3 separate regions of the Mus musculus genome follow, and all the other regions are linked to region 1. The links are chromatin contacts, called in public Hi-C maps. All regions are on one chromosome and are shown on one strand. Each heading gives the region's core, a stretch centred on a gene start, on an enhancer-like site or on the middle of the called end of the contact. The rest is flanking DNA. Distances are from core to core; before and after follow the strand shown.

Evidence for each region. A called contact is a pair of places that touch in the nucleus more often than the background predicts.
Region 2: a contact with region 1 is called in a Hi-C map of erythroblasts, with 5 times the contacts expected there. The contact joins two enhancer-like sites. A contact is called at or near these places in 5 of 484 Hi-C or Micro-C datasets (erythroblasts, granulocyte-monocyte progenitors, macrophages and 2 more) and 1 of 115 datasets of contacts at active chromatin or transcription factors (acute myeloid leukemia).
Region 3: a Hi-C map of embryonic fibroblasts shows a contact between it and region 1, with 3 times the contacts expected there. The contact joins two enhancer-like sites. A contact is called at or near these places in 7 of 484 Hi-C or Micro-C datasets (the C2C12 cell line, embryonic fibroblasts and uterus) and 1 of 115 datasets of contacts at active chromatin or transcription factors (astrocytes).

The regions. Positions count from the first base shown.
Region 1 is chr5:4,528,981-4,532,211 of GRCm38.p6, forward strand. No RefSeq gene overlaps it. Among named protein-coding and RNA genes, the nearest start is that of Fzd1, 230 kb to the right of the region's middle. Within about 2 kb of position 1,666, at least 101 of the 459 cell types and tissues checked have an H3K27ac peak or open chromatin away from gene starts, as enhancers often do. A contact at or near this core is called in the C2C12 cell line, acute myeloid leukemia, embryonic fibroblasts and 2 more, where this site is marked.
Region 2 is chr5:4,343,327-4,346,218 of GRCm38.p6, forward strand. No RefSeq gene overlaps it. Among named protein-coding and RNA genes, the nearest start is that of Gm40261, 71 kb to the left of the region's middle. Within about 2 kb of position 1,520, at least 23 of the 459 cell types and tissues checked have an H3K27ac peak or open chromatin away from gene starts, as enhancers often do. A contact at or near this core is called in acute myeloid leukemia and erythroblasts, where this site is marked.
Region 3 is chr5:4,322,125-4,324,938 of GRCm38.p6, forward strand. No RefSeq gene overlaps it. Among named protein-coding and RNA genes, the nearest start is that of Gm40261, 50 kb to the left of the region's middle. Within about 2 kb of position 1,432, at least 66 of the 459 cell types and tissues checked have an H3K27ac peak or open chromatin away from gene starts, as enhancers often do. A contact at or near this core is called in the C2C12 cell line, embryonic fibroblasts and uterus, where this site is marked.

The sequences.
Region 1 (3,231 bases), core at 416-2,915:
TTTTCTGGCTTCTTTGGGTATGCACACATGTACGTGTGTGTGTGTGTGTGTGTGTGTGTGTGTGTGTGTGTGTGTGTGTGTGTGCATGTGTCTGTGTGTGTATGTATGCATGCACAAATCTTAAAAAACAACAAAGTTCTTGGGATGATTTGTGTATGTTCGGCCCAGGGAGTGGCACTATTAAAAGTTATGGCCCTGTTGAAGTAGGTGTGTCACTGTGGGTATGGGCTTTAAAACCTTCATCCTAGCTGCCCGGAAGTGAGTATGGAAGCCAGTATTCTGCTAGTAGCCTTCAGATGAAGATATAGAACTCTCAGCTCCTCCTGCAACATGCCTGCCTGAATGCTGCTGTGTTTCCACCTGGATGATAATGGACTGAACCTCTGAACCTATAAGACAGCCCCAATTAAATGTTCTTGTAAGAGTTGCCTTGATCATGGTGCCTGTTTAAAGCAGTAAAACCCTAAGAGTACTTTTTATGTTTTTAGGCATCTTTCCAGTTTCCCTACACTAATTGACCATCCCAGGCAGGTTCATCTTCTTGGCATACCTTGTTCATATGACAGTGACTATTCAGTGTATTCAGGTTGTTATAATGATAGTCACATGAGTATATATGTCTAATACATTGACATATCCTGTACATTTTATAGTATGTAAATTAAATCTTGATGAAAAGGCAAGTAAGAAAAAAAAAACTCCCCTGGATATTTTTGTGTGATAACCAGATTTTTTGCGGGGAGGATTATTCTATAGAGATTTCCATTTTAAATAGCATTACAAACAATGAAGCTGTTAGGGATTTCAAATTAATAAATATTTATATTATTCTTTCATGAAATAGTCTCTTCATGATGCGAACCAGAAGAAGAGGCTGTTCAAGTCACATTACTAAACAATTAATTATGGGATGGGAACCACATTTCTTGCTTTTGTGTTTAAATTATTCTGTATAAAAAGGTACAGCACACCCAGTACATTAGTTTGGGGTTGCTAAAGCTTGTTGCCTCTAAACCTTCCTTTTGTCTGTAAGGAGCAATTTTCCCAATCAGGCAGATCCTCTCAGTGCCTAGATGCCCTGTCCTGACCACACAGCAAAGTAAATGTGAGCCCAGTTGGAACTGTCTTCATCTCTAGCCCTGTCCTGCTCCCATGTCTTCATCTCTAGCCCTGTTCCGGTCCTATGGCTTTACCCCAGTATTTCCCCAGACTTATTACTAGCCTTCTCTTCAAAGGAGGAGCCTTTCAAGCTTAACCTTTGAGGGACCAGAACGTCCATTAGCATCTTTTCTGAGGCATTTTCAATGGATGCTTCCAAAGGGTTTGAGTCCTCTTTGGGGCAGGACTCACCCATTTCTGACACAAGGGTGGGGCTAAACGTTTGCGGAGTGACTCTAGGCATTTGACAGCACAGAAGGAAGCCTCTTCCTTTCCATCAGCAACAGCTTGCAGTGTTGTGCAAGCTCTCTGACGCAGCTTCTTGAACTACAGAATTAAATCTGCAACCACAAAAGAAAGAAGCTGATTTCTCATGGCCCTTGTGTAATTTCTGAAAGTTTTTGGGAAGTCTCTAAATTGAATTTAACTGTTGAGCACAGGCTGAACTTAAAACCTTCGTCTGTTTTAAGTCGCCCTCCCTCTTATGCTGTATCCTCCCTCACTCAGGGGCTGAGTCCTAAGTGCTTTGGCTGTGGACATATGCTCTGCGTGAAAAGCCAAAAAACCCGAGGGGCTGAGATTACTGCCTGCATCACCACATTCCTTCTGTTTGAATTCACTCAGCTAAAACCGCTGAGTGGGGGTGAGATGCCCTGCACACAGCAGGGTTGCAAAGGTGGGTGGAAAGAACTTTGGCCCACAAGGAACGCCACATTAGTATTCAGTAAGGAAAACAGGAAGGTGGGAGGAACAAGAGACATTTCTCAACCTCTTGCCCCTAATTTCCTAATTCAGAGGGTGTCATCTGCATTCAGCAAGAAGCCAGACCCATGGTAATTAAGTTTCTTCCTGGCACTGGCCAGGCCAATTAGCTTCTTGGTACTCAGTGAGCCTTTCTGAATACAGGGGAGGAAAAATTTGTTTGTTAATCAGGATAACTGTTGTAACAAGCCACCTATAGTTAGGAGATATTTGAGAAAAGTTAGCTTCTTGATGACATCACAACTCAGAGACATGAAGAAACAATGGGTGGTGCTGTGTGTCCTCCCAGCAGTGTGACTTCTGGATGTGTGACTTCTGGATGTGTGACTTCTGGATGTGTGACTCTGCCATGATTTCTGCTATGTCCCTCCCTGCACTGGGCTGATAAATGGAGAAAAAGAGAGTTTATGGAGGACTACAAGGAGACCTAGGGGCTAGGTTGAGAAGTATCTTAGCATCACTTCTTTACACACCCCACTTGCCAGAACTCAGCATTTTAGCTTCAGCTGACTTGGCAGGAAGTTGTAAAATGTGAGTCCAGTTTTATGCCTTGGACCAAAAAGAAAAGAAAAGAGAGACTGAATCAGATCACAGTGTCTGTCATGCTGTGCAGCAGGGAGCAGCAGTAATAGGAACCCCACTTATATCAAGGCACTTAAATATCTCCTGACAAGTTTGAGAGTGTGTTCTATGATAAGCTTCCCAAGCAGTGTTGCTATGGTTTCTGTTAATGGTAGACAGTGGACCATCATTCTCCTGGCATCTTCATGACCAGTGATGATCTTTTAATCTACTCTGTGGCTATTGGCACCAGTTATGTGAATGTTTCCATAACATGGATTTTCTGTGCACCATGAAAATCTTATACAAGTCTTCAGTTGGTCAGGGGTAAGGACTCCCGATTCTATTACATGACTTCCACATAATTTTGTTCCTTTACTTCTTATCATTACATCACTAAGCAGTCAGTGCATGATTTTTTTCTAATTAAAATTTAAGATAGCAAAGATTAGTCATAAAATAATGCCCATGTTATAGTGTGATGTAAAGGGTCCTACCTAAAGGCTTACTATGGGTTGCGTATATTTGGTCTCCATTTAGCGGTACTAATATCAGAGGTTCTGGGAACTCAAGGAGGTGAATGAGACGTTGTTGGAGGAAGTAGGTTACTGGGGGTAGATGCTTGATGCTCCATCTTCTCCCCACCTCCTTCCTGTTAGCCAGGACACGAATAGCCTCCTCTATCGCATGTTCCCATTAGGTAGTGGTGTACCTCACAACAAACCCAGAAAGAGTCGGTAGTCATGGGCA
Region 2 (2,892 bases), core at 270-2,769, 190 kb before region 1:
AAGAGGCATCCCCAAACATTCACCAGCAAGCTTTGAAAATTATATTAAATTATTTAACACACCAGAGGTATCAAATGTAAGTGATATCACCGAAGGGGAAAGATCTTTATTAAGAAAATAAATTACAACATAAACAGGCATTTTGGAAAAACACCCCTCACTGTACAAGGTTTGCTAGCCATCAAAACTTTCATAGTTACATTAGCAGCTGTAGGGTACAAACACGACTTTGTTGTAAAGAATAAATAGAAATTTGAAAATGGGAGATAGGTGAGTTGTTTTTTTATTACTATGGAAATATTCCTGTCCATCTCCCAAAGGGTTTTGAAGTCTCTAGAAGCTTTGTTAAAAATGCAGCACCACAAAGGAGCAGTGAGGTGGCTGTCATACACTGCCTTTCACAGCAAAGATTTGTACTTTCTGTGGAAATACTTGGGACAAATAAATGTTCTATAGGGTGTGTGTGTGTGGGGGGTGTACCACATGATGATTAGAAAGAAAACACTGATTAGAAAGAAAAATGGGAAGGTAGGGGAGATAGATGATACGTGGAGAGAATGAATATCACCTATCATAACCAAGCTAATTAATACATCCAACACCTCATGCCATCAATATTTCTGTGCACATATGATGAGAATCTTGAAGGTCTACTCTGGGCACATTTCAGGCATACAATAAATATTATCAGCTACAGCCAACATGCTGAATAGTGCATCCATAGGATGTGTGCATCTTGTAGATAGAAGCTTGGACCTTTTGCTATATAGTATCTCATTCGCCCTCCCCTCCCAATTCTTCCTAGCCCGTAGACCTACAATTCTGTTTGCTGTTTCTATGAGTTGGTATTGTTTTATTTTTTCCCCGACTCCACACCAGTGAGAGATCATACAGTTGTTATCTTTTTGTGTCTGATTTGTTTCACTTAGCATAACGTTTTCTAGGTTTATACATATTAAAATGGCAATGTTTCCTTCTATTTCTTATATCAAAATGACAACCCAAATCTCTTCTTTATCCATTCAGCCATTGATGACATACCTAGAATATTTTGATGAATCTTTATGAGTTCAAGGCTAGCCTGTTCTACAAAGTAAGTACCAGAACAGCCAGGGCTCAAAATAAAAAACAAAAACAAACAAACAAAAACAAAAACAAAAACAAACAAGCAACAGCAGTAACAACACAGAGCACTGAAGGACCCTGCAATGAACATGATGTAAAGGACTCTTCTTGAGTTGCTTCATTTCCTTTGGATAGATAACCAGATGTGATATTGCTGAATCAAACTGTTGCCCCATCTCCTTCTTTGAGGAACCACCATACTGTTTCCACAGTTCCTGTGCTGGTCGACGCTGTGGCCAGCTGGGTATGAGTGTTCCATTCCCTCCACACCCTCAACAGTGCTGGCTGTCTTTTCTTCTTCTTCTCTTTGGTTATAGTTATCCCAGCTGCTGGCATCTCAGTGTGATTTGATTTGTGCTTTCCTGACTGAGTACCTTTTCAGACACCTTCTGATTATTTCCTTATTCCTAGAAGAACATAATCTTATTATTTTTAGCTGAGTCATGAGCTACTCAGCTCAGTCGTATGAGCTCCTGGAACATTTCAGGTGTTGACTGCAGGACAGGGGTGTGAGCGGCAGGTGTTTCCTCCCATCCCACAGGTGACCCGTTTTGTTAGGTGTTTGCTGTGCAGAAGCTATTGAACTTAGTCCTGCGTGTTCAGTTTGGTGTTGGTGGCCTGCACGTTTGGGCCATACCTACAAGTCAGCAACCACAGTAAAGTCAAGGAACTTCCCTCTCTTTGTTTTCTTCTAGAAATTTCATTATTTCAAGTGTGATAGTTTAGTCTTCAATTCATTTCACGTTCATATTTTGTAGATGATGAAACAAAGGATCCATTTCATTCTTTTGGATGTGCATAGCCAGTTTTCTTCCTTTTTAAAAAAATTACAATTTTAATTTTTATTAATTAGTTATTTTATTTATTTACAGTTCAAATGTTATTGAGGAAGTTGTTTCTTTCCCATTGTATATATTTATGCATGCACACACACGCGCGCACACACACTCACACATGAACAAGAGTTAGCCCAGGCTAAGAGCCCAGGCTGTCCTTGAACTCACAGTGGAGCCTAGGCTGTCTTCAAACTTGTGATAATCCTGCCTCAGCCTCTGGAGTAGGAGGACTATAGACAGGTACTGTTGTCCCCAATTTCCAGCAAGTATTCTTACTGCCCTTGTTAAATTGGCCATGAATGCGTGAGCTGTCTATTTGATTTTACAGAGAGACACATTGGACTGTGTTCTCTCTTTATGCCAGTACCCTGTTTTCTTACTATGATATACTTTGCAATGTAGTTTGAAATCAGGGTGAACGACGCCTCCTCGATGCTGTTTCTCTATAGCTTCATTCTTTTTCAAGACTATTCTCATTTTGTAACATCCCTTGAGAGTCCATATGAACTTTATGGTTGGCTTTTCTGTTCCTGAAAAAGTCTTTATGGGCATTTCCCCCTGTTCTTTAGATAAAGTCTCACTTTGTTGACAAGGCTGGTGTCAAAGGCACAGAGACCCCCCTGCCTGTGCTGAGACTAAGGCATGCCCTTCATGCTCAGCATGGCAGTGATTTTACTGCACTGATTACATATAGCACTGGGGCTGGGTGCCGAGGAACAAATCCAGGGCCTTGATGCATTAAATAATCTACCACTGAGCCGCAACTCGAACTTTACTGCTGATATTCTAATATATAGCATTGAATAGCATGAAGTGTGTTTTCATTTTCTTATATCTCCTTAATTTTTTCACAATGTTTTATGGTTTTTATTGTGCAAACCTTTACTTCTTTGGCTAATAAAATTTTTATGGTATTTTAAATTAAATTATT
Region 3 (2,814 bases), core at 182-2,681, 210 kb before region 1:
ACCACCACCCCAATTCCCCAGAGAATGAAGGCCTATGAGAAATATTTTGAGATATGGCAGATTGGTGTGGGAAAAAGCATGTGTATGTCCCAAGATACCACTTCCTGTTTCTCAGGACTTGTGTGTGGTGTGTATGGAAATCTAGACCTCCTCATTTTCAAAGGGGGGAGGTGAGGATATGAGTGTTTCTAAGAGATGGAGATCCCAGAGTGGCCCACTAACAAATTCCTGCCTACTAGACAGATGCCCATAAGAAAGGCAGCTAGCACTCACTGTTGGTGAGGAACCTGGGGAACCCCTCTTGCATTGGTAGTGGAAGTCCAACCCCATACAGATGTTCTAAGAATTTTAACTGGTAGTCCTTCAAAAAGCCAGGTCATGCCCACTGATGTTCCCACAATCTCATACAATGATGCTTTCCCAGCTACCTGGGTATCCCTTAATTGGACAACCACCACAGCACCTAGGTTTTATAAGCATTGGAGTGGATGGCTCTAGGAGGGAAGGGAGTGGGAGTCAGGATGGAGCATTAAAGGAAAAGCAGTCCACTTAATAAAACATGATGCAGGGCTTGTGAAGTTGGATGAGAGTAGACAGTGGGGTAAGAGATCTAATTCACCCAGCTCTGAGTCTTCTGTTAAAAGCAGACACGAGCAAGCTGTGTTTGTATGTCTGGGTCATGGCAAATGTGCAAGATGTTGAACGGTGGGACTGTTTCCAGAGTAGCCTCCTTCCTGTAAGGGAGGCCTTGTGAGGAACGGTCAGCTTCTCAGTAAGCTCTTCATCCACATGGCATAAACAGACGATTTCAGGGCCAGAATGGAACTCAGTAAAATGCTTGTTATGTCGTTCTCCGATGCCTGGAAAGATGAAACATTTACCCCCTGAGATTAATTTTTCACTGACTGATCAAACTCAATGTACTGTTTATGTTCTCTGTAACAGGAATTTTAAAGCACATAAATTTTTAAGCAAGAGTCTGATATCCAAAAAGATACATTACTTTGATCTAAAGTAATTTGAAGTTCAACTGGGTGAAGTACTCCTACTCTTTAAGCTACTTATTTATAAAATATGGATCTAGTTAATCAGATTTATAGTATGAAGCTGGGAACATTCTACGATGACTCATGATCACTAAGGTTCTGAAAAGACTTTCCTTCAGAGGCTTCACTACCTACTAGCCACATGCTGACCCATCACTGTTCTTTTCTGGATCAGTTTCCTCATCTGTAAAATGGTTGGACGAGCAGATATATGATGTCCTCTCAACTCTGCAAGTGCTGTGATTTCACAGCCACAAAGCACATATAAAACAGTAAATTCCACCAAACTGAAAGTTCTTCCCACAGTCTATCTGCATTGCTGCAAGCCAAGAGAAGCTGGCACACTCTAACCCCAGAGCTGTAGATGACTCAGTCTGTATTTGCACACAGTGTTTCTCTTGCGTCTCCCTGGCATTCTCTGAGCCAGACTTACTCATATGTTAGGTCCAGTGTACAAAGTGTCTCTAGTATTTCTGAGGCTGAGATTTGAGCAGTAAATGGTATGCTGATAGTCCTACGTTTAGGATCCATGACTCTGAAAGGTTTCTTTAGGGACATCCAATACAAATAATATCTTGTCTGGTGTCCAAGGTGGTGGTGTTCTATGCTGCTGCTGTTGTTGATTATGATGATGATGTTGGTGATGATAATAAAAATGATAGTAATGATGATGATACATTATATTCCTGGCACAGATAACATGCTGAGTGCTTTCCAAATATTTGAGTCCTTATAGTGCCTGCAAAATAAGTACTAACATTATTTCCTTTTATACCGTAGGAAGACACAGAGACATTAGATAACTTCCTTATTGTTGTTACCCATTGAGAAAATGGAAGGGCTAATATTTGAACATAGGCTAGTTAGGTCAATTGTTCATTATTTTAGATATTATGTCTCTACTATCTTTCTAATAAATAATGAAGCTCCAGATTATGTACATATTTGGATATTACGTTAGATAATTATCTGCACTACATGTTTAGCACAGTGTTCCCACTATTTCAGTGGTGAGGAACTCTTAAGAGAAAGATGATCAGAAAGGAACCCATTGACTTATTTCCCTTCTTCTGTTCCTGGATTTAACATTTCAATGAAAGTAGTTAGTAGTTTTTGAGTCCCTCTGCACCAGTCTGGGTGTTTTGTGTATTAAGTTCTGATTGTTGTTGCCCTATATGGAGTATGCTTGGAGATTAGCTCATCTCACTAATGAAGAGCTCTCAGGTGTTCCGTACCTTTTGCTGGTCAGATACCTACTGAAAATCTCAAGAAAAACCATCTAACTGAGAATCTGTCTGCCCCTTGATGCTCATGTCTAAGTGTGCTAGCATTAGTGGACCTGGGTGAGGGAAAATCTTTCTAAAATGTCTTTAACGTCACATCAAACTCTCACTCTTTGAGTCTCTTGTTTATGTGAATCAAGGTTCCCCACTTACTCCTGGACAGGCTATAATCTTAAATTAAGCAGCTGGTTCTTTGTCATTTGTGGGCTTTGAACAAAAACACAAAATCTTATTAAGCAACCAAGAGAAATAATACACCAAAAACTCGATTTTTATTTTCTCTACTGAAGCTATTTGAAATCCAGTATTATTATTTATATTTTTGGAGGATTTTCTTTCACTAGTGAGCGTTGTTTGAGCATTTTATTTCTTTCTTCACACATATTTAAAAGGCATTCCGACTGTGTGGTATTATGCTACACATGAAATGTTCTAGAAGGCAGCATAAGGAAATAGTGACTATCTATAAAACTGTGGTCTTTTGT